Regions from separate parts of the Bos taurus genome. Here region 1 is linked to region 2. A link is a contact called in public Hi-C data. All regions are on one chromosome and are shown on one strand. The core of a region is the stretch at or near the end of the contact, and the rest is flanking DNA. Distances in the headings are between cores, read along the strand shown. Region 1 has its middle 9.0 kb from the start of ZFP36L1. Region 2 overlaps RAD51B (RAD51 paralog B).

What was found. Hi-C and Micro-C count contacts between places; a contact is called where the count stands out from the background.
Region 1: a Hi-C map of liver shows a contact between it and region 2, with 2.1 times the contacts expected there. The contact joins two enhancer-like sites. A contact is called at or near these places in 2 of 11 Hi-C or Micro-C datasets (liver and skin fibroblasts).

What each region holds. Positions count from the first base shown.
Region 1 is chr10:80,609,752-80,612,451 of ARS-UCD2.0, reverse strand. No RefSeq gene overlaps it. Among named protein-coding and RNA genes, the nearest start is that of ZFP36L1, 9.0 kb to the left of the region's middle. Within about 2 kb of position 1,326, at least 12 of the 102 cell types and tissues checked have an H3K27ac peak or open chromatin away from gene starts, as enhancers often do. A contact at or near this core is called in liver, where this site is marked.
Region 2 is chr10:80,053,414-80,056,113 of ARS-UCD2.0, reverse strand. The region is part of intron 7 of RAD51B (RAD51 paralog B); the gene reads right to left. Among named protein-coding and RNA genes, the nearest start is that of RAD51B, 380 kb to the right of the region's middle. Within about 2 kb of position 1,448, at least 3 of the 102 cell types and tissues checked have an H3K27ac peak or open chromatin away from gene starts, as enhancers often do. A contact at or near this core is called in liver, where this site is marked.

The sequences.
Region 1 (2,700 bases), core at 77-2,576, 560 kb before region 2:
GGCAGGGAACCTCCCTGAGCCCCTCTGTGGCCAGAGAAGATAAGAGCTATGCAGAGAGAGCGGGAAGTAAGGCCTCCAGAGAGGAAGGTGGGGCAGGAAAGGCCAGGCCTGCCTTTGTCAGCCAGCTTCCTGGGGCAAGAGGCCTACGTCCTCACCTCCTTCCCTGAAACTTGGGGCATCTCTGTTTTGGGGGTCTTTGCAAGGTCTGTCCTGGCTGGGCAGGGCCTCCATGGCTGTTGGCCCTGCAAATCATTTTGTTGTTGTTTAGTCGCTCAGTTGTGTCCACCTCTTTGCAACCCATGAACTGCAGCACTCCAGGCTTCCCTGTCCTTCACTATCTCCTGGAGCTTGCTCAAACTCATGTCCATCGAGTCAGTGATGCCATCCAACCATCGCATTCTTTGTTTCCCCCTTTTCCTCCTGCCCTCAATCTTTCCCAGCATCAGGTCTGCAACTTATGGTCTGGCTTTTGGTTAAACTTTTCCCCTTGCAGCAGCTCAAAGACATCAGCTCTTTTGGCCACTGAGCAATGATTCACCTTTTTGGGCCTTGAAGCCTCACTTTTGGGGAGGAGTTTGGGAGCCTGCTCTACCTCAGTGTTACCCTGGTGAAAGTGGGGGGACCTTTGGGAGGAATGGGGAGGCAAATGTGAGACAGGTTTTGCATTCAAGTGGATCATAAAAAGCACTGGTTATGGGCAGACATGGTCAAAGCAGGAAGATGTTTTTATGGCATGGAGGTTGGAGCCCTTCAACTTGGGTTCAAATCCCAGCTCTACTTATGCCAGCTTGTTCCTTGGGTGAGTGACTCAACCTTGAATTTTCCATCTGTATCTTAAGGGGTGACTGTGAGGATTAAGCGAACCATACCAATGATTGCTCTCCATCAGTGCCAGGTAGTCTGAGAACTTTGTGTGTGTTAACTCGTTAAATGCTCATAGTGAACACTCAGAGGAAGTTCAATACTACCACGATTTTACAGATGGAGAATTTGGGGTGCAGAGAAGTTCCCTCATTTGTCACATGGTTAGAAGTGTCAGGATTTGAACACAAGTAGGCCAGCTCCATGCCTGCCTTTCACTATTATGTCTCAGACACCAAATGCTTTTGGCATAGTCCCCCATAGTAACTGCAGATTGACAGTGTTAGTTCCTATCTCCCTTGGCTTTTCTGGAGATTTTGCAGGGACGTGAGAGGCGACCAGTTGGATTAGATGACTCTGCACGCACCCCCTCCACTGGGTGTCATGATCTCATGTCCCACGGGGCCCTGGATTGAAGTGTTTGGAGGACGGTGCCCAGGAGGAGGGGCAGGCCACCGCCTTGGACTTTCCCCTTCTTTGCCTGTCATGGGGTGGCTTCTGTTAATGACTGACAGGGCAAAGGGTGCCTGGGGCTGCCTCGAGAGTTGGCCTTGTGCCCTTCTTCCCCCAGGGTCTCCCTCCCTGCATGTAACCAATCATTGAATCACATCTGGCTGGATGGACCTGAATGCTACCTGAGTTCAGGGGGCGGGGACAGGTGACCAGCCACGGTCCTCCCCTCTCCTTGCAGGTGGCCCCCTCAGGCCGGCCTCTGCCAGCAAACGAGGATTCAGAGAGGTGGGAAGCGAGGTGGAATCTTGGCCTTTTCTTGAGGTCAGATCAGCACTGGAGGGCCCTAGGATGACCCACCTCTCGGTGGGTAAAGCTTGGCCTACAGAGAAACCTCCAAGGACTTATGATACTTCTCCAGGAGCCTTGAAGGGTTACATCTGAGTTACCACTGTGGGAACTTAGTCTCTGAGGGAATAGGGCAGGGGCTACTCGCATGCCAGGTTGGGATCGCTCCACTTGCCCACGAGAGCTAGTTGCTGATCGGGGGCCAAGGCTGCCTCCACCACACGTAGGCTGTTTGCAGTTCTTTCGACATATCGGCAGAGGCTGGGTCTCAAGGTACAGGGCTGGGAGTGACGACTGTGCCTGTGCTATCAGGGGGATAGTGAAAAATAAATATTGGCAATGGCCAAAGCAGAGGCAATTTTCTCACCACCGGAAGCCAGTCAGGTAGCTGCTCCTGACTCCCAGTAGTATTTCGGGGAGAAGGAGCTCATGACCATGTGGGACAGAGTTCATTTCTGCCCACCCCAGCACTGCAGGAGGGAGGGAGGCTCTGTTGCCCAGGTAACGAGTTAGTTTTAGAGTTAGGAGTCTGGATTCAAGTTCCTGCTTGGAGTCAACTGCACTCTGAGACTTCAGGCTAAAAACTTAGTTAAGCAGCTCAAGGGCCCCTCTTTCCTCATTTGCAAAATGGGATTATGATGATAATGATGAGGACAAACACCTAATTCAATGGATAAACTCTGGCAGAGGCACACAATAGAATACTATACAGTGATATAAAAGGATAAATGACATGTATATACACAATACCTTGGCTGAACTGCAAAAACAGAAAGCTGAATGAAAGAAGCCTGTCACAAAAGAGCACATTTTATCTGAGTTCATGTGTAAGAGGTTCATACGCAGGCAAAACTGCTGTACACCGAGACTTGATTAGAAGAACACAGGAAAGTTCAGTGAACTGCATACTGAAGACTTATGCACTTTACTGCATGCAAGCTACACCTCAAGAAGAGAAACAGAGCTATTGTGAATATTAAAAAATACATATAAGAAACAGAAAAAAAGAAATTCAGTACCTGGCCCGTTATAGGCATTTAA
Region 2 (2,700 bases), core at 199-2,698:
AAACTATTAAAAACATGAAATAACATGCAGAAAGTTGCTGTTAGTCTAAAGGTTTATATAAGTATATTTATAATCAGAAAAAAAAATTTGAACACTGCTTTACAGAAAAAATAAAAAGAAACTTTAGTTTACCAGAACTTACAAAGGTTAAAAAATGTGATCACCTTGAAAATCTGTCACTAACTATAAAACAGTCATCATAATAATAATTCTAGGCAAGTTTTTGGTGCATTTTGAAAAATTATAATGCCAAACATATATTAGAAAGAGAAAGAGAGAGAAAGGTCATTGAATATCATATGTGAATCAAAGTAATGGGTGATCTGAAAGCAACAAGTACTGATTTGCTTTAAAATTTCTGGTATAAATACTCCCAGCTTTTAGATGTAAATTAATTCTGAAGAACACCACTTACATCAACAATAGAGACAATCATGCATAAGGTACGCACTATTTATAATACTGTCATTAGTTAGTAGATACTAAAACTCATTGACCAAAGGCCTCTGTAAGGAAGGGTTCGATTTCTGGCTATGGGAGGATAGTCAGCAAACAGCATCCAACATTAACTCCTTCAGGGTCAGCCCCAGTTTTAGAGGTCTCCTTGCCTGAGGTCATGACCTTCCAGGAGTAGATCACACCCATACCCCTTAACTAAGGGGGCATCAGTGGAGGGGGGAGGGAGTATAAAGTCCACAGCAAGTTCTAGACTAAACCTGATTTTTAATTATTAATATAATGCTAGCTTATTATTAGTCTAGTGGAGGGATTTTTTTCTCTCTCTTTTTAAAATTTATTTTTAATTGAAGAATAATTTTTTATAGTATGAATCAGCCATAGGTATACATATGTCCCCCAGCATCAAGATATGATGCTTTGAACTGTGGTGTTGGAGAAGACTCTTGAGAGTCCTTTGGACTGCAAGATCAAACCAGTCAATCCTAAAGGAAATCAACTCTGAATATTCATTGGAAGGACTGATGCTGAAGCTGAAGCTCCAATATGTTGGCCACATGATGCAAAAAGGCAACTCACTAGAAAAGACTCTGATACTGGGAAAGATTGAGGGCAGGAGGAGAAGGGGGTGACAAAGGATGAGATGGTTAGTTGGCATCACTGACTCAATGGACACGAGTTTGAGCAAACTCCGGGAGATACTGAAAGACAAGGAAGCCTGGGGTGCTGCAATCCATGGGGTCACAAAGAGTCAGACACAACTTAGTGACTGAACAACAATAACTCCCTTATGAATTTCTGTCCCACCTTCCACCCCATCCCGCCCCTTTAGGTTGCCATGGAGCACCGGTTTGAACTTCTTGTGTCATACAGCAAATTCTAGTGGGAAGATTTTTTTTTTTTTAACTCTAAAACTTGCTACAGGGTTGACTGAAGCTCTGTTGGATCCAACTCTCTGTTGCAAAGAGTTGGCTCTTTGCACAACTCAATTCCTCCCTCTGTTCAATCCTGCCGCTTCCCCTGTCTTTTGCGAGTATTGATTCCCAACAACATCTTGCACTAAAAAGTCCATTTCAGTGTATACTTTTCCGGAACCCAATCTGAAACAGTTAGCTGTCAAAAATTCACCCATTTGTTCAACACACAAGGCCTGTTCTAGATACTGGAGATTCAGTGGTGAATAAATTTTACTCTTGCTGGACTTCAATTCTAGTAGGGGAAAAGAATAAATTCACAAGTACATGCGATCAATGCAGACAGTGATAGAAATACCAGAAGAAAATGAACCAGGGTAACTGGGGTAGAGGGAGCACAGAGCAGGTGGGAAAGTGGAATGTTACTTTAAATGAGGAGTTCAGGGAAGTATTTCTAGGAGATGACTTTCTAATCAAGACATGCCAGTGATGTGAAGGTCAGCACTGACAGCATTCTAAGCGGCTGTCTGCACTGTTGTAGGTCCAAGGGTCCTGGGGCAGGAACAGGTCTGGTACAATGAAGCGACTCTGGAAGGCCAGTGTGGTTCAAGCGTGGTATTACAAGGTAAAAGTCAGAGAAGAAGATGTGGACCAGCTCACATATCTTCATTACTGGACACTTAGTAACTCAAAAGGTAGAACTCTTATTAACATGATTAAGAGCACAGGTTTGGGAGTAGACAACCTAGTTTCAAATCCTGGCTCTACCTCTGACTAGCTGCTGACCTTGAGCAGGGTACTAACCTCTCTGAACCATATAGCTTTCATGACAATACACTGAAAGGTTATCTTGAGTGTTAAGTGAGATAATATTTAAAAAAACAGTTTAGCATGGTGCCTAGCACCTAGGAAGGGCTCAGTAAATTGTAGCTGCAATTATTATTTTTGACCCTAGCAATAGCACAGTTTCTAACATTCAGCAGGTACTCAGAAAGTGCAAGTTGGTGACATAAAATCAAATCCGGACTGTACATATACTCTGTCCTCCTCTGTTTAAACAGTAGAGGAAACTATCAAGTTCAACTGAGGAGACAAGAAAGTGACAAAGGGGCCTTATTTGTTCAACAAATATTTATTAAGGACTGACATGTAAGAACTAAACTTCCTACCTCCATGGGACTTACAACCTAGAAGAGGAAAAGAAGTTGTGCTAATCATTCTCCAGCTGTCTATGACAAGAGCTATCCAGGCATAGACTAACTAGGATTCAGAGTCCGGAGGTGACCAGTAATCGCTCCTTCGAGGGTACCGTCAAAGGTGATGGGGTTTC